5 separate regions of the Sus scrofa genome follow, and all the other regions are linked to region 1. The links are chromatin contacts, called in public HiChIP or PLAC-seq and promoter capture Hi-C maps. All regions are on one chromosome and are shown on one strand. Each heading gives the region's core, a stretch centred on a gene start, on an enhancer-like site or on the middle of the called end of the contact. The rest is flanking DNA. Distances are from core to core; before and after follow the strand shown.

Region 1 (4,981 bases), core at 1,114-3,613:
AGGGGACCGCCCTTCTAAACACAGCTGAGCAGAAACCGATTGCCCTCCCCGCCTCTTATGTCAGAGGTCTTGGCCTGAAAGGCTCTGCCCTGCTCAGCTCCGTCGCCTCTCCCCTCCCGGGCTCCCGGTCCCAGGGACAGAATGGTCTTGGGTAGGGACGCCTACAACAGGTGGGGGCGGATCGGAGGTGTCAACTCCAGCGCAAGCCTCCTCCAGCTGGCACTGCACGATATCCAGTGAAAGATGGGAATTCGGTTCCAAGTGATGCCCAAAAAAGGCACGGGGACAAGAGCGCGGCAACCCCCACTCTCACGGAACCCGCTCCTCCAGGGGCGGCCCGCCCGCAGCCGAGCTCCAAAATTGGCAACCTGGGCCTCGCAGCCGCCTTTTTTTAGCCTACATTCTTCAAACCCGGGAAGAGGCGGGTGACTAAAAATGCAAATGGGAGCGGGGGCGCCGGCAGGCAGGCCCGTGGGTGCGGGGCGTCTGGCTAGGGGAGACCCCGCGACCTCGGGTGCCCTCTGCCACACAGCAGTGGGCGCACAGCGCCGGGAAGGGGGGCGGCAGAGGCGCTCCCCGCCGAGCCGCTGCCCCCGCTTCCGCCTCCGCCGCCGCGGCGGGACAATGCGCAGCCTCTTTTCCGCCGCGGGTTCGGGAGGGGCAGCCGGATTAGGGCCCGCGCCTTCCGGCCGCAGCCCCCAGCCCCACCCGCCCCGCCTGCGCGCCGCGCCGGCCGCACACAGGTGGTTTTCCGCTCGGGAGCGCCAGGCCCGGTGCTTGTATGTAACAATAGAGTTCTGCGCGCCGGGAATGCGCCTCCCCGCCGCCACGGCGGCCCCGGCCCGCCACGCCTCCATCCGGCCCCCAGCCGCCCGCCCTGCCCCGCGGTCCCCCGGCCGAGGGGGCCTGCCCGGCACCTCTCCAATTACCTGCGAGCCCTGCACCGTGGCGGAGACGTTTCCCAGGACTCCCAGCTCGCCTCGGGAGCGAGGGGGGCCCGGCTGGCGTTCCTCCTTAGCCCACACCTGCCCCAGACCCCCAAGTCCCACCCTGGGCCCCCCCACCTGCCTTGGGGGTCGCCCGGCGCCCCCGCCCGCTGAACGCGGAGGCGGAGGCGGCGGGCGCCGGCAAGGAGCGCAACGCGCAGGAGCGGGCGGTGCTGTGCGAGTCGCCGGCGACGCAGGGGAGGGGGCTGCTGCCGCGCAGGGAAGAGGGTAACCCCGCGCGGGATGTCGAGCGTGGGGGCGGGCGGCCTCTCCTCTGACAAGCCTCTGGGTTTACAGTAGGCAATGCGCGGAGCTCTCCTGAGCCCCCGCGGCCTGCCGGCCTCGCAGGAAGACTTCCTCACGCTTTGCGGATGGTGGGGGCTGCCTGCCCGGCTCCGGACGCCCTGGTGCACCTAGCCCAGGCAGCCCCGCCAGGCCGGCTCCTCTGTCGGAAGCTGAGCTCGCTGCTCAGAAATGATGAAGGAGCGCGACCCCCGCCGCGTGCAGTAGGTGACGGCGGGTGAGGGGGTCGGATCCCCGGAACAATGGCTCATAACGCCCCCACGCCGCCTGAGAGGAATAAAAGCACCGGATTGCCCAACGAGTTTGTTTCTACAGCCTCCACGGTTTTTAAAAAATAATTAAAGCGCTATTAAAAAAAAAAAAAAAGCTTGCTTTCTATTATCTGGACAACCAAGCATTTGTTTGTTTGCTTGCTTAAAAATGTTTCAACAAAACCCTGGTTTGTCTCCAAAGATGTTGGATTAGCATTTAACACCTCATCGGTCACTAAAGCCCAGGCAGTCCACCAGCCCCAACACAGTCTCGGCTAAAAGAACATCGAAGCAAACAGAGCCGGGCTTTTTAAACTGGCAAACAAATGCCACACACTGCCTACGGGAGGAGGGGGAGGTTAAAGTGAACTCCAGTCCAAAGGAGTTTAAAGGGAATAAAAGCGAAGAAGTCAGCACTAGTTTCCCTAAAGCTAGCTTGCGCGCACAGGCGTCGCGAACAACGGCTTTTGTGCCTGCTAATTGCACCATTTGTGCGCAAAAGTTCCGACGCTAAGTGTGAACTCTCAACAGAAGGAAACATGAGACAACTGAAGTGCCCTGGTTTGTGTGCCCTGCTCCTCCTCCGCCGCCGCCTCCCCTTCTTTCTCCTTCCTCCCGCCGAGCCCGCTGTTGCAGCTTGTTTGCACTGGGGCTTATCCGGAGCGGAAATTCCTTTCCGTTTTTGTGAATGACAAACTCATTAACAATTCATCAACACAACCTGTTCCAGCCGGCCCGTCCCCACGGCAACAGCCCCTTCCGCAGCGTGCTCATTGGCTGGCGGGGAGAATGTATCCATTGAGACGCTCGCTGTTTGTATCCATTGAGGAGCTGCCTCGCGCAGGGGGTGTGCGAGGGCTGAGTCCAAGGGAGAGTGAGCAAATCCAGGCTTTAATAATCCGAGGAGAAAGCCGCCCGGGTGGATTTGAGGTGCAGTTTGGAGGGAGGGCTCAGGAGCTGCTGGACTTTTTTTTTTTCCTCTCCTCTCAGTAGCACGAAGTCCGAATTAATTGGATTTCATTCACCGGGGAGGAACAAAACTGTCTGGGCAGCTTCATTCAAAGAGATTCATTGACACCAAGAGCGTGCGGCTGCAGCCGGGTGCAGAGGGAACCGCCGGCTTACTTCTGTCTCGCTTGCCCCAACCGCTAACCCGGCTCGGGAAAGGAGAGGTGGCATTAAACCCCGCTCCAAGAGCGGCGGCTTTGGCGCGGCGCGCTCGGCCTATGCCTGCCCCGAGGGGAGTCTGGTAGGCACCTCGCCCTCTCCGGCCGCTCGACCCCCATGATAGATACGCTCAGACCCGTGCCCTTCGCGTCGGAGATGGCGATTAGCAAGACGGTAGCGTGGCTCAACGAGCAGCTGGAGCTGGGCAACGAGCGGCTGCTGCTGATGGACTGCCGGCCGCAGGAGCTGTACGAGTCGTCGCACATCGAGTCGGCCATCAACGTGGCCATCCCCGGCATCATGCTGCGGCGCCTGCAGAAGGGCAACCTGCCGGTGCGCGCGCTCTTCACGCGCGGCGAGGACCGGGACCGCTTCACCCGGCGCTGCGGCACCGACACCGTGGTGCTCTACGATGAGAGCAGCAGCGACTGGAACGAGAATACGGGCGGCGAGTCGGTGCTCGGGCTGCTGCTCAAGAAGCTCAAGGACGAGGGCTGCCGGGCGTTCTACCTAGAAGGTACGCGCCGGGGGCGTCCCGCGCCTGGGGCAGGGCGGGGGACCCCGGCTGCGGGTGCAGGCGGGGCGCGCCGACTGGAAGCGCCCCTGTGGCGCTTGGCTGGCGCTTCAGAGCCGCGCTGTGCGCCAGGAGCTGTCTGCCGGCTCCCGGCGGCGAATCTCTCGCGGCCCGCGAGCCGGGCCCGCGCGGAATCGACCCGCTTCCGGCCACAGGCACGCGTCGTTTCTTTGGAACTAGCTCTTCTTTTTCCTACCCGGCATATCCCCCACTTTCCCTCTACGTTTGATTTTGAATTCAGATTTCGCAGGACTGCAGAGGCCGTGGGGGTGCAGGCAGGCACCTTCTGGCACTTGTAGATACTCAGAAAAGTTGCCATTTTGTGCATTTCCGGATTCAAAAAAATAAGGGTTCCCAGGGGAGGCGGGCCTGTTCGTTCTGTTCCCAAGGGTGCACCTTTAAGTGCCTTTCGCCTGTATTTGTCTCTGTGTTTGGGGGGTGGGGGGGTAAGGTGCTGTGGTGTGTTTCTGAGCCCGGCTGCGGCTCTCCAACCTGTGAAAACTACTACGGTATCTCGGGTTACAAGATTGCTTTTCTCGTCCTGGCAGGTGGTTTCAGTAAGTTCCAAGCCGAGTTCGCCCTGCACTGCGAGACCAATCTAGACGGCTCGTGTAGCAGCAGCTCCCCGCCGTTGCCAGTTCTGGGGCTCGGGGGCCTGCGGATCAGCTCCGACTCCTCCTCGGACATTGAGTCTGACCTTGACCGAGACCCCAATAGTGCAACAGACTCCGATGGCAGCCCGCTGTCCAACAGCCAGCCTTCTTTCCCCGTGGAGATCTTGCCCTTCCTCTACTTGGGCTGTGCCAAGGACTCCACCAACCTGGACGTGTTAGAGGAGTTCGGCATCAAGTACATCTTGAACGTCACCCCCAACTTGCCGAACCTCTTTGAGAACGCAGGAGAGTTCAAATACAAGCAGATCCCCATCTCTGATCACTGGAGCCAAAACCTGTCCCAGTTTTTCCCTGAGGCCATTTCTTTCATAGGTGAGACTAATAGCCCTCACGCAGCCTTTTAAATGCAAAATTCAGAACCATTCCTAGAGTTCGAGGGGTTCACCTTTCTTGTTGCTAACTTGTGGGACTGCAGGTCTCTACGTTCCAAGGGCATTCTCAATTCTGTCGCTTAGCTTCTTGTTAAGAAAAAGGGCCTTTTGACAAGGCGGCAGGCCACAGGTGTATTTGAAACGCTGTCTGCTTCTTGACCTGGAATTCAGTCACTGGAAAGGGGGAGGGCACTCAGAAGGAGACAGCAGAATCCCCCCCACCCATCTTTGGACTCAAGGAGGGCCGGGTCCCAGAGGTACACAGGGTAGACAGGAATTCTAGCATGGCTTTGTAATTTTAAAAGCTCTTCGAGTTGCAGGACACCACGGTGTCCAAAAGCCCTGTGAATGCTAGATGTTGTGATCCAGCTGGACGTTCCTGTGACACTGCTTAGCAGTGAGACGGCGAGGGTAACCTGAGCACAGCAGGAAGGACTGTGGGCCGAGAGCCTGGAGAAGCGAATCTCCAGGCATTGTAATGCATTTCCTATTACAAAGGAACTCATTTTCAGGCCATGTCGACATCCTGTTCCTCCTAATGGGCTGTCCCCTGTGACTTCCCTCTCTCTTTTAAAATGCCTGAATACCTCCATTGTTAGCGGCACAACAGTTGGAGAATAATTTAATAGACCCTTGCAGTCTGCTTGTCTGTATA
Region 2 (4,981 bases), core at 1,423-3,922, 120 kb before region 1:
ACTGTTGCAGTGTTGTCCTCACTGTTCTCCCTGCTTTATTCTTGACACCCTGCTTGCCCCTGTCAGAGTAATCTTCTTAGAGCACATTCGCGCCTCCAGTGTTTCTGGGCCTTCCCACGTTCCGTCACCCCCACGATTTGACCCTCGCCAACCACTCTTGCTGCTGCCCAGTGCACAAGTATCGTGTCCGCGTTCTGCCTCTATGCCCCGAGCTGCACGTACCCTCATCTCTGTCTCTCTCTTTGTTTTCTAAACCTTTTTAAAAGGAACTCTCTCAGGCTCCGTTTCCTCCATGGGAAGCCTTTCTCACCAAGTGTTCAGTCAACAGTTTCTCCTTTGAGGTTCACCAGGGCACTTGCTTTTGGCACCATTTATTTGATACCAAGTTCCACTCCTTAAGCTGCCCTTGTTTACGTCTTTGTATTCATAATGTTCAATAAATAATTAGTGATCATGTGATTTCTTTCTTTCTCTCTCTCTCTTTTTTTTTTTTTTCTCTCTGAATTCTGAAATAACCACCCTCAGAGTCAGTGGCTACCCTAGTTGGTTATTCCCTTGCTTTTCTTTTTAATTTTACTATAAATGTTTAAATCAGTGATTAGATATTTTTTCATTTTGGATAATTTTAAACTTTATTTGAAAAAATTTTTTTTCCTTCTGTTTTTAGAGCCGCACCCATGGCATATGGAGGTTCCCAGGCTAGGGGTCTATTTGGAGCTGTAGCTGCCAGCCTACACCAGAGCCACAGTAACGCAGGATCTGAGCCGCATCTGCGACCTACACCACAGCTCACAGCAACGCCGGATCCTTAACCCTCTGAGCAAGGTCAGGGATTGAACCCACAACCTCATGGTTCCAAGTCGGATTCATTTCCACTGTGCCACGATGGGAATTCCCTTAAACTTTATATAAATAGAATCATACTGCATATATTTTTCTATAGCCTGCTTTTTCACTTAACACTAAAATCCTGAGATTCATATGAATTTCATTCATTTTCACTGCTGTATAGGATCCCAGTGAATTTACTACAGTAGTAATTCTCGTGATTTGTGAATCTCTTCTACTCTTGATGAACATTTAGGGATTTCTGACTGTGATTTGTGTTCATTTTTGCCATTACAAACTTTGTTGCTATAAACAGTGTCAGCATCACTAAGCTTTTTAGCTTTTGCAATCTAATGGGTATTAAGTAGCATTTTGCTTTAATCTTTCCTTTTCTAATTACTGCTAATGTTTCTGAAAATCTCTCCATAGTCTAGATAACTCTTAGATTATAATTTTTACTTGGGATTGCCATTCTTTGCACGTTGATTAGTAGGTTTTTCTTATATATATTGTAGCTATTTGTCCTTTTTCAGTTTTAGACGTAGAATCTCTTCCTGTTCCATTATCTGATTGTTAACTTTGTGGTTTCCATTGTTAAACAGAAATCCTTAATTTTAATGTAATCAGATGGATCAATTTTTTTTTTTTTTTTGCCTTATGGTTTTCCTTTTCGAAGCTTTTGTTTAAGACGTCTTTCTCTACCCTAAGCCAGAAAGATATTTTCCTACATTTACTCCCATAAATTTTACAGTTTTAAATAACTTCTAGGTATCTAATTTATCTGCTGTCCATCTTTGTATGTAATATTAGGCAGGGATCATTTATTGAACTAGTTTTCTCAGGTAAAAATCATCTTTCCTCTTCTGACTTGTGACATCGCTTTTCTTTTGTATTTCTTTTCTGTATATACAGGGCTCTGCTTCTGAGCTCTTGATGGTACAACCTTCTATTTATGTGAAACTTCTTTATTGACTTTACATGAGTTTTTTTTTTTTTTTCATAGATGTCTTATGCATCTTTGTTTTTTCGGATGTATTTAAAAATTTTATGATATTGTAAATGTTTTTTTTTTAATTTACATTTTCTAATTGCGTACTGAAATGCAGACATACACTTGGTTTTCCTGTATTGATTTTGGATCTAGTAAACTGCCTTATTTGTTTTAATGATTTAGCAGTAACTTCTGTGGAGATGTCTTTATATATGAATGACAATTTCTATTTCTTCTCTTCAAATTCTTACCTCTTAATGCTTTTATTTCCTTTTCTTATCTTAATGAACTGGCTAGGACTTTTTTCTGCATCTTTTGAGGTGGGTCATTTTATTTTATTTTTAAAATCCCTTTGTAGATGAATCTCACTTATTTTCGAATGTAAAAGCAGCTTTTTATTCCTGGGATAAGTTCGTCTGGGTTAGGATGATCTTTTCTTATATATTAGACTTGATAGACTAATATTTTAGTGAAAGTTTTTGTATCCATATTAGTGAATATACCATTATATTTTAGTTTTAGAATATATTAGGAAATACCCCCTAGATTGTTACAGATGGCTTCTGGTTTCTTATGGCATAAAAATCTAATATTAGTTTTTTTTAACGTGTGTACACAGATTAATCCAAAGCTTGATGTAATCGATTTGCAGACCTCCGCTCCCCCTGTTGTGGACATCCTTTCTTTTGATTCTACTACAGTAAGTTTTATTTGGCATTTGAGTGGTGTTTTAATTGTTTGGCACAGTCTATTTTCCTTAAAAAGTATGTGGGAGAGAAGAAAACAAATGGGCTAAATAGCCTAACAGCATAGAAATAGCCTTGTTCAAAAAGTTGTATTTACAGTGTATCTAAATAGCCACAAGGGGGAGCTTCGCCAGTTTCCAAAAGCTTTAATGGGACAACCTTGAGCACAGTGGAATCCATACTCATTGTCGCATTTCCTAAGGTGCTTCCCGCCCCCCGACCGCCCCGTGTGACATTTCACTTGCTGTCTCATAGCAGATTTCCTTCTTTGGTAATTGCCTTCAAAAGGTGCTAAACTTATGTCTAGTCTCCTTAGAACCTGAAAGAAAAGCAGTCATTTCTCTTTGTTCATCTATCTTGATGGATAATACAGGAATTAAGAGGTATTTTTAACACTTGCAATGCTGTTCTAAAAAACTATATACATATAATTTATTTACTCAGTGTATCCAACGTCTTCAGAAATTGAGAGTTTAGCTTTTCATTTTGCCTGTGCTCAGTCCTTGCAAAGCAGATCGTCTCTGCCATCGAGTCTGCTGGTCAGGGCAAAACCAGACATTAAATCGAACGGGAGGAGTGGTGTGGTCTTCGGCAACGCCACTGGGATGGTGTCAGCATTGTCCAGTGTGTCGGGTAAATTATTAATACATGGCCAAACAAGAGAACAAACAAGCAACAAACACTTGGCATTACAACAGTGCAGCCTCTGCAGTGGATCCCAAGAATTGTATTCAGTGTAGAGGAGTTCTGAAGAGGACTAGCCTACCTTGAGTCTGTCGTGTACCAGAAAGAAGTCTGCTTATTAAAGGGTCTTTTCAGTGTTAATTCCACGGCAGAGAAGACTCCTAGATCACTTGTGAGAGGTTCCAAAGACAGGAAATCAGCTAGGGGGTCGAGTGGGGGCTGATTGTCTAAGAGAAGCCCAAGAATCATTGGGGACACCTAGGACCTTACGTGAATCTGTGGTCTCATCTCTACATTCTTTGTGCTTAAAAATAACTTTATAAATGTTTCCCTGCATTAATAACTTAATGACATAAAAAACTAACTAGACATTGAATTCTTGCCACAGTGCATGGCTTATAGTAGGTGCTCCATACCTTTATGTTTGAGGAACTGCTCAAAAGGCATGCTGTTGAAATGTGCAAATTCTGGTGAGTTGCGTTTTTGTTCCAGTAGTGAGAGGAGCAAAAGATAGGTTGTTTTGAGATGTGCTGCTTCCTTGTGAGGTGGTTGGTAGGCTACACTTGGGTGTTTCTGGCCTAGAAGATATCAGAGATCATCAAAAGCCTTTGTTCTGTGCTCTGAGACTCTCTCTCCCCGCCAGAACCCTTCAAACTTTGCAAAGCCTCATTGACCTGAGCGATCCAGGTGTTCTCCATAGTGTGCAATGGAGGAGGTTATAACTGCCACCCAGCAAGTGACAGCAGGGTGTCTGTCCCTGGGTGGTCATGCAGCAGTGTCATAGTCAAGTGTCTGCGCTGTACGACCCTAACTCAGGCATACAATGTATGTGGGATTTCAAGGAGACAATTCTTATAATAAACACATGATACGTTTGCAGTTGTGTTACAAAACAGAATAATAGGACCAAAGAAGACAGTTAGTATCCATATAAGGGATAACGTTAGGCTGAATTATTTGAAATTGCCAGCTTGTAGGCAAAAACAATCCAGCACCAGTGATTTCCCACAGCTCAACCCAATATATAAGCATTACAGAAAGATTCCCCACGGTTCCTTTGAGTTGTGTGCTTGATGCCACATAAAAATAAAAACAAACAAGAAAATGCAGAAAACAAAAACTCGTTTGCTATAAATTGGTTTGGCTAGTGGAGTCCCAGGAAAGTAGTTTTTGTTTGTTTGTTTTAGCTGCTTGCCTCCAGGCAAGCCATAGAGAATCCTGATTTTATTTATTTTACCAATACCATTTTCTGAAGATATAAATGCTCATAAAGCATTTAGGGTTTTTTGTTTGTTTGTTTGTTTCTTTCTTTCTTTTTTTTTTTTTTTTTTTTTTTTGGTCTTTTTAGGGCCTCATTCACGGCACATGGAGGTTCCTAGGCTACGGGTCGAATCAGAGCTGCAGCTCCTGGCCTACCCACAGCCACAGCAACGAGGGATCCGAGCCACATCCACAACCTACACCACAGCTCAGGACAACACTGGATCCTTAACCTAATGAGTGAGGCCAGGGATCGAACCTGCGTCCTCATGGATCCTCGTCAGATTCATTTCCATTGAGCTGCAATGGGAACTGTGCATTTAGATTTTTATGTATAATATCTAGAGAGCTTTCCTTTGAATTTTCAATGTATGTATCCTTGCTTTAGCTCAGAGACAAGTGGTTAGAAAACTAAAGTGAAATCATGTACAGATTTGCCTTTCTTTTAATCTAGTGGTAAGTAATTCTTAAT
Region 3 (4,981 bases), core at 918-3,417, 97 kb after region 1:
CACAAGAGTCCCGAAAAGGAAGAAGAAAAGGAAAGTTTAGTAAATGTTTACAGAACACCTACTAGGTGCCAGGCATTTTTGCGTGGCATTCAGGAGCCAAAGGTAAGTGAGATGTGGTTCCTATTGTTTTAAAAGCTTGCAGGCTAGTAGTTGAGGCAGAAACCACCAAAAGCCCATTCAGTGCAACAGCCACAGTAGCAAAAACAAGAGGATGAGGAAGAGTGAGGGTGGAAGAAGGCAACATCTCCAGGCGGTGCGTTCAGGTTGAGCAGGTTCTTGAAAGAGGATGCAGGGCTTTCCACGTTTGGAAAGTAGGTGAAAAAGGACATTCCTTTTTCTGGTGGAGGGGACCGCGTAATAAGAGGTATGGAGGTGTGAAACAGCAGAAGGGGAGTAGTCGCTAGTGCAGGACAGAGCAAGCCTGTGGCAAGAGATACGGGTGGTGAGGATGAGGTCGCAGAGGGCTTCACGTGCTCCCCTTGGGCATGTGGATTATGTGTGGCAGCCATTAAGTGCTTGTGCGTAATGCTGCTGCCGAGAATAATCAGTCCACTAAGAACACATCAGAGGAAGAGAATGAAGTGGGGGTGGCCGAGGCAGATACAAGAGTTAAGGTGGGGTTGCAATAGACGGATGAGGAATGATGTGGGCCTTGGTGGGGTGAGGCTAGGAGGAGAAGTGAGGACCGAAAGTAGGCAGTTTGAGGGCTCTCCACACAAGGGAGAAATGCAAAAATAAGGCGAATTCTATAGCACATGGTGCATAGGATGAATCTCAAACAGCTCCTCCCTTTCAGTTTTAGTCTTCAGAGGCCAGCTCCATCAGACTTCAGGTGATACAACTGAAAAGCTAAGCGATGCCTTCCACAGCCAGTGGGGAGAATGGTCCAGAATTACTGTCAGTTGGGGTATCACAGAATCAGACAAGGAGTTCCGCAGAAAATCAGACAATTCAGTAAACGAGTACACCACCCAGGATGGCCCCCAAGAAGGGAAATACGGCATGTCGTGATGTGTGTGATGTATGTACTCAGGATCTGCATAAGATACAGGATTCAAGATAAACCTTAGAAAGGATGTATTTCAGATACCATCAGACCAGGGACTTGACTTACCTATCAAGTGAGAACAATGAGTGACAGCTGAGTAAGTGCGTGCTTCCTGTGATTGCCAAGTTCGTTGGCATTTTGTCAGACTGTGGCTGCTGTGAAAAAAAGTCCCTTCTCCTGCATACTTGCCCTCTCTGGAGCCTGGGAGCCATGGGAATGAGGGTGAGAGTGAGTTTGAGTGAGTTCAAACTCACTCAAACAGGCCAGGATGACTGAGGGGTTTGGCACACATGCGTGTGTGCGTGCGTGCATGTGTGTGTGTGCTGGCTGAGGGGAGGGGTGATGGAAGGATATAGAACACAGCGGGCAAACTGCCAAGAAGAGGGGTGATCTTTGCAGGTGGCAGGGTCTCAGAGGCACAGGGACTCAAGGCACCCTTAGCTGAGGAGTCTCGAGGTTCAGGGACCGAAGGAATATGAAGTCAAGCCAGTGAACTCTCTGCCAGCGCTAAGTTCTAAAAATTCATCTCAGAGTTTTTTCAGTGTGTTTTAGCATGCTTAGCATTGACACTTGATTATTTTCCTAAGAAATCTGTCACTATCCTTCCAAGGGACAAAATGAATAAAGATAAAAATTATAGTGAATTAATAAAGATGAATTCTTAGGATCGTGTTAGGCATGCCAGTTTAAAGTCTGGTTACTTTCTTTGATTCTTAAATCTAATAACATCAATAACAGCAGCAGCAAAACTGGTGCTGGTGTTTTACATGTAGCACCATTCGTTTTCACAATAATGCTGTAAGGTAGGTATTATTTTAGAGATAAGGAATCTGCAGCCTGGGAGGCTGATAAAATGCCCACAGCTGCACTGCTAGTCAGTAGGGGAGCCAGCATTCAGAAGCAGGTCTGTCTGACTTGAAAGGTTTTTCTCCCTCTGCTCCCTCTTGCCGCCCACCTTCCACAGCAGGGAGTGAACAGGCTGGATCTACAGGTGCAGCTTAAAGCTTTGTTAGAGTTAGCAAAATGGTGTCTGCGGCCTGCTTGTCGGGGATCCTGGCCAGCAATTCAGCAGTGTTTTTCTGACCCTGGCTGGGCTGGCAAGTGATTGCTCTCAGGATTCTGACTGAAGCCAAGGGAGGCAACATTCGGTGCCTGAATCATACTGCTGGCTGGCCTTGACTTCAGAGGCCAGCGTTCCTGTGATTGTTCTCTTGGGCTTTAATTTATGCCCCTGCCACACTGCAGGCTCAGTGTCTAGGCCAGATAGCAAGGTGCTTATTGAGCAGTCGGAGTGTTACTGGCAGCCGCAGAAGCCTGCGTGGTGAAGGGCACCTGAGGGTGTGTGGGCTGGGCTCCTTTCTTTTGGGAGCCCTCCCTGAGTGGACCGCTGGTGCCCATTTCATGTTGGTCGCACATGATGTGATGTCCCTGAGAGATGATGAGAGGGTGCTGAGCTGAGGTGATACCAATTGGCATAACGTTAAACAACTGGATTATATGGGATTGTTTTCTTGGCTCAAAAAATAATCTTGGGTTATAAAGCCATTCAGTACGTAGTCTGGGGGCACCAACTATATTTTAAGCACTATTCTAGGTCCTCAAAATAGAGCATTGATTAAAACAGACAAAAATGATTGCCCTCATTGAGTCTGTATTCTAACAGATAAAGGTTACTCTCCTAGGGTCGTGTACTTAAATCAATTTGGTTGGTTTCCTGAGTATTGAATAACTGAAAAGCAGCAGGTTTTGGAGATGAAGAAACTACTTCACAGTTCTGTACTGAGGGTAAGACAGGAAGCTTACAGTCATAGTATGGGAGCAGAATATGACACATTCCAAGATGTAGATATTAAAACAGTGAAGTGGACATTCAAAGAACCCACATCTGAACATCAGAATTGGTCGGTCTCATGGAGGGCATGCAGTTGTGTTGTTTCTTAAAGAATAGGTAGAATTTGCCTGGTGGAGATTAATGGGAAAGTCATAGCCAGTGGAAAGGTAAGCGCAGTGAAAGTTTTGGGTGTGTTTAAGGATGATTGAAAGGCTGAGTGTGGGAGATAAAAGCTAGGAAAGCAGCTTGGGCGGTGCTGTGGAGGGCAAATAAGTAGCTGGGTCTTGTTTTTGTAGAGAAAGGGAAATCATTCCAAGTGTATGAGTATGGAAAAGACCTGATCAGAACACGTTTTTGGGGGAATAGAGGGAAGAAGCATTGACACTTTGAACAATTGTGCGTCAGGCACTTTAACTAATACGGTTTTCTGTACTCCTGAAATGAGCTATCATTTTATGGCGCAAATTGAGGATTAGAGGGTTTGGGGAAATCACTCAAGATCACACAACTAGAGAGAGATGAAACCAGGGCTTGAATACAAATCTATCTGGTTGTGAAATTTTTGTTCCCCAGTAACAGTGCTTGCGATGGTCCACGTGAGACGAAACAAGAACTTGAATTAGGCTGGAGACGGTGAGAATAAAAGGAGTTGAACGTTAAGGAGGAAGGACTGGAATGATACCTTGGACACTGGTGTTAGAAAACCTCTCACTGGAACTTAAGACTGGATGGGAGTGAAAGATAAAAGGGGGGAAGGAGTCAATGATAATAGAGGTTCTCACCTTGTAGAACAGTGGTAGCATTAACGCATGCTGGGGAGCCAAGTGGAAAAACTGGTTTTGTAGAGGAAGCGAGTGAGTTTGGTTTTGAAGATGTTTGCTTTGTGGTACTGGAGGGACATCCAGATATCCGGCGGGAAGATTACCATGCAGGTCTGAGCAATTGGCTGAAGAACTGGGAGCAATCCAAGCAGAAGTGATTGTCCGATTAGATGATATCATTGGGGGAAGAGATGAAAGGGTCGACTAAGGTTAGAAACTGGGTATTAGAGTGAAAAGAGTCAACAAAGGACTCAATTCTGATATTTGAAAATATGCACAGCAACACAGGTGTTTGATTAACACCGATATCCAAGAGTGCTGAGGATGTGAATTCACAGTGACTGCCATGTTCCTTTATTTGTTTGTTTGGGTGACTTCTCTGTCATTTTCATTAGTGACCTGGAATGGCTTCTTGGTATCACAGTAGTGTTGTTGTGTGTTCATGCCTCAACTCTTCCTATATATGAAGCTCAGGGTGTTCCTAAAATGTGCACTATGACTCAAACATAGGCACTCCTGTTTGGGCATGTTTGAGCAATATCTTCTAGAGCCCTGTTTTTTTCCCCTCATCTTTCCCATTTAATTCCTGTAGGAGAACATCATGATGAATGGGGTCCTGAGTGAGACAGTACTTTGGAATAAGGCATGGCCAAGGCTTCAGCCCCACGATACTCTGGGAGCTTGCATCTGTCTTTCTCTTTACAGTAAAGAGCTAGAAATCCAGTTCCATCCATGTTTGAGAGCTTAAAGGTAAATTCAAGCAAGTATCACGACAAACAGGAAATGAGGCGCAAAACTAGAAATAATCCTCATCAATGGTAAGTAAATCTTTCCCTCACATGTGGAAAAAGTTGGTTGTGAAGAAGCATGGTGTCCCTTCAAAGCATCAATAATGTTGAATTTATGAAGTGCTGGTTTATAATGTTTCATTTGCCTCAATTCTGCTTGTATTTTTCCTTCTACACTCTTGTGTTCTCTCCTCAGTTCACTAGTTTCTGGGCTTTGTATTGTTCCTGCTCAATGACCAGAGCCCAGAGTGGAGCCTGTCTGAGAGTGACTGACCGTTCAGTACACAGGGGTTGAGTCTATCAGGTCATTAGTCTACTCGCTCAATTTATCCATTCATGCTCTCACTGGATATCCATCAAGCATGCATTGTATTCCAAATTCTGTGCTAGTTGGTAGGGATAAAAAAATGAATTAGAAGTTGTTGCTTCCCTAATGAAGCTCAGAACCTAGTGGCACAACAGTGACATGAGCGGAGTTACGGTTCCACTGGAT
Region 4 (4,981 bases), core at 1,669-4,168, 96 kb before region 1:
GGTCTTGGTGTCCGTAATATAAAAGGAGCCCCTATAAATGTAAACTATAAAAAAAGAGACGTGGACCAACTGAAAAAAGTGGACAAAGGACTTAAATAGGCAATTTTCAGAAGAATGATCAATGTAGACATAAAATATGCTCCATTACCAGTAATCAAGGAAATGCACAATGAAATGAAAGCTATACCATTTCCCGCCTGTATTTTTGTTAAAATTTGAAATGTCTGACAACCAATTCTTGTTGAGTTTGTAGAAAAAGGGGAGACTTCCCTCTGCCTGTTGCAGAGTAAGTCGATTCCACCACTTGGGACACTATCTGGTTGAATTCTGCCTGAACGTTTATACTCGCCGCCTGTGTTCGGGAGGCACAGGAGGGCTCACTGTGGAGCAGTAACGATAGCGAGGCCACCTCTGGCCCATCAGTGGAGTACTATTTGGCATTGAAAATTGGTGAAGTAGACTTGCCCGAAACACCGTGGACAAATCCAACAATGTCGATTAACAGAAAATACTAACGAGGTCTGATATGCTACTATTTTACATGAAGTTTGAATACACGCAAAAACCAAACTGCTGTTTAGGGGTGTCTACCTATGTGATGAAAGTAAAGGGACGTAGACTGAGATGACAGACACTGCAGTCGAGGTGGCGGTATCCTCTGAGAGGGAGAGGCAGAGAGAGATCCTAAAAGGACCTACTTTATTTCTTAAGGTGGGGGAGAGAGTTACCTTATTATCCTTTCTGTCTTTTCATTGACAGAGCATCATTGGAGCTTAAAAAGTCAGTTGTTATTTGATAAAAAGAGACGTACAGATTCATTCAGAAATGTTAGCATCACGGGAAGCGTGCATTTCCTTTTCATGCCTGTACCAATGTCGCTTGATGGCCGTGGTACATGCAAAGAAGGGGAGGCTTTCTGGACGGTGGACAGATGGCCCTTCCGAGACGCAAAGTGGGTGAAAGTAAACCAAGTGTGGTTTTCCAAGTCAAACTTTTTCAAGGATGTAATCCTTACTTGAATGTAAACTATCTTTTAAAAACATCATTGTACCATATAAGCTGTTACCTGCCTCAGAATTTAGATTCACACACACACACACACGTGCTGATTTTTTGAACACAGTGAAGTATCACTATATATAATGGTTTATTTCTGCTCTCGTCAATTCAGCATGCTGCATAAATTGTTCTTGATGAGTTCTCTACAAAGGAGATAGTAGGAATGCGTCCCTTACTCTGTAGCCTTTTGTGAATCTAGCACAGCAGGATTCACAAAAGATGCAATGGCTACTTGTCCTCTTTTTGGAATTTACAGAAGGTTTTATTGGTCGTTATCTTTTTCTAGAGTGCTAAGAATAATGGAAATAGCATCTTTTAGTTTTATAGTAACTCAGAAGAGAGAGTTCATTCTAGTTTACTGAGTATTATGGTCTGTACTTAGGTTTATCCAGGGCAGCGCCTGATTCTCGACTCAGCAAAGGGCCTTAGGAGACAAATCTTCCTTTAAGGGATTCGTAGTTTATGTTTGCCTAATTGTATAAGATGTGAAACATGGAAGGAGGTTGTTGTACAGATTTGATGTGTGCTAGCTGTATCCTACCTATTCATGGCTTCAAAATTAATAAGCTTCTCTAGAGATGAGAATAAATATTAAAGGCCAAGACAGATTTGTGGCCTCAGCTGTCTTTTTCAAGGGCGCTGAATTAATCATTCAGATATTCTAGTTGATAGTTGAATGGGGAGGGGTTGTTTTTTTAAGACATCTGACAAAAATGAAATTTCCAACTTGGTTTGAAGAAGAAAAAATCAAAGCCTGAGTAAAACCTTATCCCCAAAGCCTCTTTTTCTCCCTTTGAGACAAAGATGTATGATTTTCCCCAAGGGATAAACAAAAGCCTTTCTCAGCTCAACAGATTTAGTCTGGGAGACACAAATTCCACTTGACATTCTCTGATTTTATCCTAGAAATATTTTTAAATCCATCAGACCTGATCAGGTAGGAGGGTTTCTGTGTACAAGGACGCACGCTACACTGTGCCGAAACAGGGTAGAAGAGACGCGGTTTTCTTCTCCAGGACCAACGGCCTTTACGTCCTCAAGTTTTAGAAATGGAGAACGAACCCTGTGTTGTGGACCTGTGACAACCCCATGTGGGTGACTCCATGGCTCTTTTCGCTCTTTTTCTGATGAATCCATCCAGTCCTTGGTTAACACTGTCTTTGATCTCAAGGAATGAACCAAAGACAGGGCAGCGCCCTGAGTCACTTCCAAAAGACAGCCTTCCTCTCTCGGTCAGGCTTCTCAGATGAACTCAGAGACTGTCTGAATCTTTTGTGTTAATGGTCAGCTCAGTGTAAAGCCTCCCACTCACTGGCCACCACTTCCTCTAGTACTCCAGTTCCGACCACTCATCACCCCGGGAGGGCCTCCAGTCCCACGAGCCTCCGCCTTTTCACTGCCCACCTTCTGTGTCCATGTGCCTCTCCTTTATTGGGCTTGGATTCTACAGTCCATCACCCGAGCAATGCCCTTGCCCCTCCTCTCTGCATTGAGCTCACCCCCAAAACTTCAGCCTGGTTAAATCTATTTTTCTGCCTACTCGCTACCCACAACCATGCAACTGAATTTGACTAGACAGCCGTGCTGACTGATCCGCCCCTAGTTTATTTCTGTAACTCCAAGGGTCACACGGTGCTGCCCAGTGGCCCATTCGCCACGTAGTTATCTCCTCCCTGTCCTGTGACCTCGCTGCTCTCTTGCTGCTTCATCTTTTCCACCGGCCCACATTGGTGATGTGTTTCCCATCTTTAAAAAGGAAAGCCTTTATTTGATCCTTCATTCCTTTCCAGCTCCTGTCTCATTGTTCTGCTTCCCTTTATAGCAGAACTCCTCAAACAAAAGGCATTTACTGTCTTCATTTCTTCGCTTTCCACTCTTCTGAGTTCGCTCCCATTAAGCTTTTGCCCCACCACTCCCCTCCAGGCAGGGTCCCAGTGATTCATCCAGACCAGCCTTCCTACAGGATGTGGTCTTGGTGATCACTCTGTCCTCCTAGAAGCTCTTTCCTTAATTGGCTTCTGGTCCAGCATCCCTCCTACCTCCTGGGTCACTAGTCACCTCTCCTGCTCCTTCTCTTCCTGCCTTCTAAAGGCTTTGCAACCGTTCTCTTTGGCTCCGCCTTCAATGATTATAGACCCATGGTTGCAAATAGTTATATGCCAAACCCCCCAGCTATAAGGGAACAGAAACTTCTGTACTTGGTACCCTTCCACACCTTGCCTTATGTACCTCTTCCCCTGGCAGTTCATCTGTATCCTTTATAAAAACTGGTAATTTATATAATTCTGTTAATTCCCAAATTTATATCCCTTGCCCCAACCTGGATTTACACAGAAATCTAGAATTGTATATTTCCACCTGTATTTATGATTTTTCTCCTTGGAAGTCTAATAGGCATCTCAAACTTAACATGCCCTAAGTTTACTCTCTACCCATTCCCCTCCCCCCCAAAAAAATACATCATCAATGAAGCTAAATCATGATGTAACATTTTACCCAGCTTTATTTTTCTTCATAACTTTTGTTACTACCTGACCTCACATCACAAATCTATATATTTTCCTTCTTCATTCATTGGAATATAATCTCATGTCAACACAGTCTCTTTTGGGTTTTTTTTTTTGGGTTTTTTGTTTGTTTGTTTTTCTCTTTAGGGCCTTACTCATGGCACATGGAGGTTCCTAGGCTAGGGGTCTAATGGAAGCTACAGCTGCCAGCCACAGCAACTCCAGATCTGAGCTGCATCTACAACCTACACCTCAGCTCATTGCAATGCCGGATCCTTAACCCACTGAGCGAGGCCTGCAACCTCATGGTTCTTAGTCAGATTCATTTCTGCTGCGCCATGATGGAAACTCCCAACAGGGTCTCTTTTGTATATTCATTTCTCATATGAGGCAGAGTAATGGTTCACAAAGATGTCCATTGCCTCATCCCCAGAATATGTGAATACGTTTCCTTATGTGGCAGAAGGGGTTTAGCAAATGGGATGAAGTTAAGGATTTTGAAATGGGGAGATGATCCTAGATTTGTGGTCCAGTGCAATCACAAAAGGTCCTTACAGGGGAAGGAGGGAGGCATGGGAGTTAGAGAAGAAGGTATGACAGGGGGAGAAGAGGTTGGAGTGCTACAGCCTTGAGCCATGCAGGTAGGCAGCCTTGAGGAGCTGAAAAAGGAAAGGACAGATTCACCCCTAGAGCCTCCAAAGGAACACAGCTCTGCTGACACTTTGATTTTAACGCTGTAAAATCTTTGTGGACCTTCAGAACCTTAAGGTGATAGGTTTGTGTTGTTGGATTCAGTTTGCTAATATTTTGTGAGAATTTTGCATCTATATTCATCAAAGAAATTAGTCTGTAATTTTCCTTTTTCGCAGTCTTTGTGGTTTGGTATCAGGGTGATGGGGACTCCATAAACTGTACTTTGGAATGTTCTCTCTTCTTTAATCTTTTGGAAGAGTTTGAAAAGGATCAATATAAGTTTTTGTATGTTTGAATTCACTGTGAAGCCATCTGGTCCTGGATTTTTTTCAACTCTATTTTTCTCCCTATTGTATATGTTCAGAGCGAAAGTGAAGTCCTTATAACCTGTAGCAGTAAGGATATATCAGCCATTCAGATTCATTCTGTTCACGTGGTAAGGCTGTATTTTCCATCTATGAGATGGCAGCCATGGACATATCCACGGAGAACTTCAGGGTGGTGATTGCTCTGCCACCCATTTGGAGGAAGTGGTCCCCTGGAAAACTGTAAGCTCCTTGAAGGAAGGTACCATGTCTGACTTGTTCTTTGTTGCAGCTTCAGTGCTTACCATAAGAGGCTGTCTTTTGTTAAATGGATCAATAAATTTTATCATTGCCCTACTCCAAGTGTCTGCAAAGAAATAAGAGGTAAGGGAATACATGTGATTTCTCCCTTTTGTG
Region 5 (4,981 bases), core at 781-3,280, 66 kb after region 1:
TCCTTAACACTGAGCCACGATGGTACCGCCCTAGAATCACTCTTGTTTGCTTGCAGAATATGGCTTTTCAGATTATATCCTCTTGTTTTAACTGAATGAATGCTCACCAAGTAGACATGTGGCTAGAAAATACTCCTTGCAGAGAAACTGCAGGTTAAAAAAATACTAATAATGTAAGCACATGTGGATGACTGTAACATTGTAGAGGTGGCTCTGCTCACTCCTTATGTGAGACACATGACCAGGGAAAAGCAATGATCGAATCCGATCTGTTAAGAATTAAGCTGCTTTTTTCTCATTATCAATACTATTTAAAATATGGATTCATATCCACTGTTTTTTCAGCTTTATTGGCAAGTAAAATTGTAAGCTATTTAAAATCTATAACATGATGATCTGATAAATGTTAACTCATCCATTATCTCACATATTCCCCCCCTTTTTAAATGAGTTCTACCCTCTTAGCAAATTTCAGTTATGCAATACAGTGTTATCAACCTTAGTCCCCAGGTTATATGTTAGACCCTCAGAACTTCTTCAACTTTTTTTTTTTTTTTTTTTTTTTGGCCATGCCCGTCTTTTTTTTTTTCAGCATGTGGACGTTCTGGAGCCAGGGATAGAACGTGAGCCACAGCAGTGACAATGCCAGATCCTCAACCTGCTGAGCCACCAGGGAACTCCCAGAACTTATTCATGAAAGTCTGTACATTTTACCAATCTCTCCCCATTCCCTCCAACTCTCCAGCACCTGGCAACCACTTTTCTACTCTCTTAATTCTGTGATTTCAATTTTTTTTTTTCCAATTCCACATAAAAATGAGAGCATACCGTATTTCTCTCTCTCTCGTTGGTATTTGACTCGAACACAGAGCTCTCCAGCTTCATCCACGTTGTTATAAATGACAGGTTTTCCATCTTTTTATAGCTAAATAGCATTCCTTCGGGGTGCATATAGGGTTTCTTTTGAGGTCTCTTTTCTTGGCCTGTAGATGGCTATTTTCTTCCTCTTTGTTCACAGGGTCTTCTCCTGTGAGCATATATGTTTTTGTCCAAATTTCCTCTTCTTACAGGGATGCAAGTCATATAAGGTTATGGCCCAACCCAATGAGCTCATTTAACTTCATCACCTATTTAAAGATCTTATTTCCAAACGCGATGGCACTATGAGTTACTGAATTTGGGGGAAACATAATTCAGCTCTTAACAAAAGCCATTAAAATCAAGTATTAAACTGAACTTATAAACGGACGTTCAAATCACCAATCAGAGGTTTCAAACCAAGATTTCTTTCTTTCTTTCTTTTTTTTTTTTTTGTCTTTTTGTCTTGTTAGGGCCATACCCGTGGCACATGGAGGTTCCCAGGCTAGGGGTCGAATCAGAGCTGTAGCCGTTGGCCTACACCACAGCCACAGCAACACCAGATCCGACCCGTGTCTGCGACCTACATCACAACTCACAGCAACACTGTGGGATCCTTGACCCGCTGAGCGAGGCCAGGGATCAGACCTGCAACCTCATGGTTCCTAGTTGGATTCATTTCTGCTGCGCCACAACGGGAACTCCTAAACCAAGATTTTAAAAAGAAGCATAATTTTCCAAGTTTTGTACCAATAACAAATACAAATTATTTACAAGTACTCTATATGCCAACTTGATCTCATTCTTTAGAAACTTTTGCTTTAGGTTTATGCTCTATGATACCATCATTTTCTACCATTAATTCATTAATTTAGCAAACACTATAAAGTCCTTCTCAAGTGCAAGTTCTCTGTTCTAGGCAGCTGAGGCAGATCAGAGCGAATGCCAGATACGTGCCTTCGCGGAGCTTACATTCTAGTGGCCAAGAGACTGACATGAAGTCAAGAGCATCGTAATTAAGACCGAAGGACTTGGCTCCAGCTCCTGGGAGTGTTGCCAACTCAGCCCTCAGCTGTCAGCCCTCTCTGGGAATTGCCCTTGGCCTAAGAGGGCTGCCTCACCCACGGTCATGACCTCTTCCTGGTCAGCCTGCACCTGAAGACTGATCACCGCGGGGGTGAAAAGGCCCAGATGCCAAGACTCAAAGTGAGCCCAGCTTGAGAGCTCCCTGTGGGGTTGGCTGGGGACTCTGTCCAGCTTAAATCACAGCCCAAATTCTCCCTCTGCCCAGTCTTGGTGCTTTCACTTTCCTCAGGGTCCAGCGTCTAATTTCCTGAGGAACCCAAACCCACCGCAAAACAATATAATGTTATGATATATAGGGCATGTATGTGAGATGATATTGAACATTATGATAGAATATGCGTATTATATCCTCTTATAATGCTATACTCTATTATTTACTGTTGGTCTTCCTCGTTGGAATGCGGCCTTCATGAGAGGAAGTATTTTACCTTGTTTGTCCACTGCCATATCCACAGCTCCCAGAACAGAGGCTTGAAAGTATTTGTCCCTCAATAAATGTGTTACATCGGTGAATAAGTTTGCAAAGTCAAAATAAAAATAGTACTGACTTGGAGTTCCTGTTGTGGCTCAGTGGTTAGTGAATCTGACTAGGAACCATGAGGTTGAGGGTTCGATCCCTGGCCTTGCTCAGTGGGTTAAGGATCTGGCGTTGCCATGAGCTGTGGTGTAGGTTGCAGATGCGGCTTGCATCCTGCGTTGCTGTGGTTCTGGTGTAGGCTGGGGGCTACATCTCCGATTAGACCCTTAGCCTGGGAACCTCCATATGCCGTGGGAGCTGCCCTAGAAATGGTAAAAAGCCAAAATAAACAAATAAGTAAATAAAAATAGCACTGACTTCCCAAGATAAAATTGTGACAACCCATGTGCAGGCTTAATGCAGTGCTTGGCGTATAATAAGTGCTCAGTGAAAATTGGTAACTATTACAATGTTCATTTCAAAGATGATTTATAAACTATTTTTTTTAAAGCCGGTAATTCAACTCTATTTGTTCATGTGTTAATTAATCAAACATTTATTGCCAAGAAATGTATTAAGAGAATAAGTCATCCCTGCCCTTAAAGAGAATTCAGTTCACTGGCATGGTCACGGGTCATATTTCATTTGTCATTTCGTGTTTATCCACTTCTGAACGAGCTTCTTCTGTATATCTTTCCGTTGTCAAGTATTCTAAGATATGAGCTTCAGTACTTGTTTTCCAAGTGATTTTTTTCTTTTTCAGTTATTTGGGCAGAACTTCTCAACTGCAATTCATTCACATAAATATTGTGCAACATCTAGCTGGAAGCTGTCATGTTTCAACTGATAGGAGCAAGTTCTCTTAATCTGCTGGTTCAGTATTATTATTTTTTTAAAAAATCAGGACATTTGGAGAGGGTTTCATCTGCCAACATTTTCAGTGAAATGTTCTTTGCTCAATGATTCCAAGGAGACCATCATAACTTTGCCATCTACTCATCCTTGAAGACTTCATTCAGGTATTCCCTCCTCCAGGAAGTCTTCCCAGGTTAAATCAGCTCCCTGTCCTCTCTGCCTCCTTTCTAGCCAGTGAAGCCATTATTGCACTTGGCACATTTTAGTGGAATTCTGCTTTTGCATCTGGCTTCTTCACTGATGGAGAAACTCTTCTAGGAAGAGAAACTTTGCTTTATTTATCGCTGTGCCTCATGCCCATCGTGAGGTCTGACAAATAACCAGGGCTGTTGTAATAGGTAGCTCTGGCTACGTAGGCAGGCACTGATGTAAGTGAGGTAACAAATCCTTACAACCATCCTCTGCAGTAGGGACGACAATTAGCTCCATTTAACAGGTGAGGAAACCGAGGCCCAGAGAGCTCAAATCACTTGTCAAGATTACTCAGCTAGGAGTGATCCAGGCGGAATTTGAATGCAGAAAACATGGTTGTGGAGCCTGCGGGCTTACCCACAGTGCCTTAACCCACTGAGCGAGGCCCGGGATTGAACCCGCATCCTCATGGGTACTAGTTGGGGTTGTTACCACTGAGTCACAATGGGAACTCCCTGGTGACAGCATATTTATTTATTTTATTTTGCTTGTTATGGCCGCACCCATGGCATATGGGAATCCCAGGCTAGGGGTTGAATCAGAGCTACAGCTGTCAGCCTGTGCCACAGTCACAGCCACAGCAATGCTGCATCCCAGCTGTATCTGCAACCTACACTACAGCTCACGGCAACGCCGGATCCTTAACCCACTGAGCGAGGCCAGGGATTGAACCTGCATCCTCATGGATACTAGTCAGGTTCATTACTGCTGAGCCACAATGGGAACTTTCTGGTAAGTGCGTCTTGAACTGAACTGTTCACATAAACTATTTCATGTAAGGGAAGAACCATGACAGGAAACTTCAACCACAGTTTAGGCTTAAGACTTTTCTTAAGTTCAGAAACTTCCATAAGTTGGTATCAGTTCTCAGAAGCGGAGCTTTTTCGTATTTTCTAGTTTAAAAGTAGAAGACTCCCTGGTTTACCGAAGTTCTTACTTCTGTATTCCTATCATCCTCTGAGAAAGGGTAAGCATGTGATTACCTTTGGCTCTGCCCCACATCCTAGGACAAAATCTATACTCAGGAATATTAAGAATGTAAACCAACATTTAGAGAGCATTCACTATGAAACCTGGCCACAGACACACAGCTTGCCGGTGCTGAGACAGGAATTTGAATCTATCGCCGAGACGTCTTGCTTCAGACGGGACCTGGCTTTGTTTTCTCTGCCCATGATTTACGGCTCAGCGGTCAGAACAATGGACAGGCCATGTTCCTTCGTGCGGTGGCTAGTCCTCCTTCTCTGCCTCGCACTCCAGTTTTCCTGGGACTGGGACCAAACATGTCTGCCTGGAGGCTGAGTGCTGATTTTAGGCCTCCAGTAAGTGGAGGCCTCCGTACTTCTATTACCTGTGCACCCCTGGCAGGTAGAGAGAAATTCATAGATGGTTTTAGGTCTGAGAGGGACCTCAAAAGTCATTGATTACAACCATGTAGCCAATACGTGAAGACAACTTTTGCAACTTTCTTGC

What was found. Promoter capture Hi-C pulls out the DNA fragments that hold promoters and counts their contacts. HiChIP or PLAC-seq counts read pairs in DNA pulled down with a chosen protein or histone mark.
Region 2: a contact with region 1 is called in an H3K27ac HiChIP or PLAC-seq map of alveolar macrophages. The contact joins the enhancer-like site here to the promoter of DUSP6 in region 1. A contact is called at or near these places in 4 of 5 promoter capture datasets (fetal liver, fetal skeletal muscle and liver), 23 of 47 Hi-C or Micro-C datasets (adipocytes, alveolar macrophages, brain and 15 more) and 2 of 2 datasets of contacts at active chromatin or transcription factors (alveolar macrophages and skeletal muscle).
Region 3: a contact with region 1 is called in a promoter capture Hi-C map of fetal liver, with 3 times the contacts expected there. The contact joins the enhancer-like site here to the promoter of DUSP6 in region 1. A contact is called at or near these places in 2 of 5 promoter capture datasets (fetal liver and liver), 4 of 47 Hi-C or Micro-C datasets (embryonic fibroblasts, heart right ventricle and liver) and 2 of 2 datasets of contacts at active chromatin or transcription factors (alveolar macrophages and skeletal muscle).
Region 4: a contact with region 1 is called in an H3K27ac HiChIP or PLAC-seq map of alveolar macrophages. The contact joins the enhancer-like site here to the promoter of DUSP6 in region 1. A contact is called at or near these places in 3 of 5 promoter capture datasets (fetal liver, fetal skeletal muscle and liver), 14 of 47 Hi-C or Micro-C datasets (alveolar macrophages, embryonic fibroblasts, epiblast stem cells and 9 more) and 2 of 2 datasets of contacts at active chromatin or transcription factors (alveolar macrophages and skeletal muscle).
Region 5: an H3K27ac HiChIP or PLAC-seq map of alveolar macrophages shows a contact between it and region 1. The contact joins the enhancer-like site here to the promoter of DUSP6 in region 1. A contact is called at or near these places in 8 of 47 Hi-C or Micro-C datasets (alveolar macrophages, fetal liver, liver and 4 more) and 2 of 2 datasets of contacts at active chromatin or transcription factors (alveolar macrophages and skeletal muscle).

The regions. Positions count from the first base shown.
Region 1 is chr5:93,300,695-93,305,675 of Sscrofa11.1, forward strand. It overlaps DUSP6 (dual specificity phosphatase 6), which reads left to right and starts at 2,364. Exons shown (of 3, transcript NM_001267842.1): 1 at 2,364-3,224; 2 at 3,830-4,267. The coding sequence starts at 2,825.
Region 2 is chr5:93,184,844-93,189,824 of Sscrofa11.1, forward strand. It overlaps POC1B (POC1 centriolar protein homolog B), which reads left to right. Exons shown (of 12, transcript XM_021092774.1): 10 at 2,439-2,519. Among named protein-coding and RNA genes, the nearest start is that of GALNT4, 54 kb to the left of the region's middle. Within about 2 kb of position 2,673, at least 6 of the 83 cell types and tissues checked have an H3K27ac peak or open chromatin away from gene starts, as enhancers often do. A contact at or near this core is called in alveolar macrophages, liver, omental adipose tissue and 1 more, where this site is marked.
Region 3 is chr5:93,397,549-93,402,529 of Sscrofa11.1, forward strand. No RefSeq gene overlaps it. Among named protein-coding and RNA genes, the nearest start is that of DUSP6, 97 kb to the left of the region's middle. Within about 2 kb of position 2,168, at least 17 of the 83 cell types and tissues checked have an H3K27ac peak or open chromatin away from gene starts, as enhancers often do. A contact at or near this core is called in fetal liver, liver and skeletal muscle, where this site is marked.
Region 4 is chr5:93,204,558-93,209,538 of Sscrofa11.1, forward strand. All of the region lies in intron 10 of POC1B (POC1 centriolar protein homolog B), which reads left to right. Among named protein-coding and RNA genes, the nearest start is that of GALNT4, 74 kb to the left of the region's middle. Within about 2 kb of position 2,919, at least 6 of the 83 cell types and tissues checked have an H3K27ac peak or open chromatin away from gene starts, as enhancers often do. A contact at or near this core is called in alveolar macrophages, where this site is marked.
Region 5 is chr5:93,367,176-93,372,156 of Sscrofa11.1, forward strand. It overlaps LOC110260804 (a long non-coding RNA gene), which reads right to left. Exons shown (of 3, transcript XR_002344275.1): 3 at 4,172-4,981. Among named protein-coding and RNA genes, the nearest start is that of DUSP6, 67 kb to the left of the region's middle. Within about 2 kb of position 2,031, at least 15 of the 83 cell types and tissues checked have an H3K27ac peak or open chromatin away from gene starts, as enhancers often do. A contact at or near this core is called in alveolar macrophages, liver, omental adipose tissue and 2 more, where this site is marked.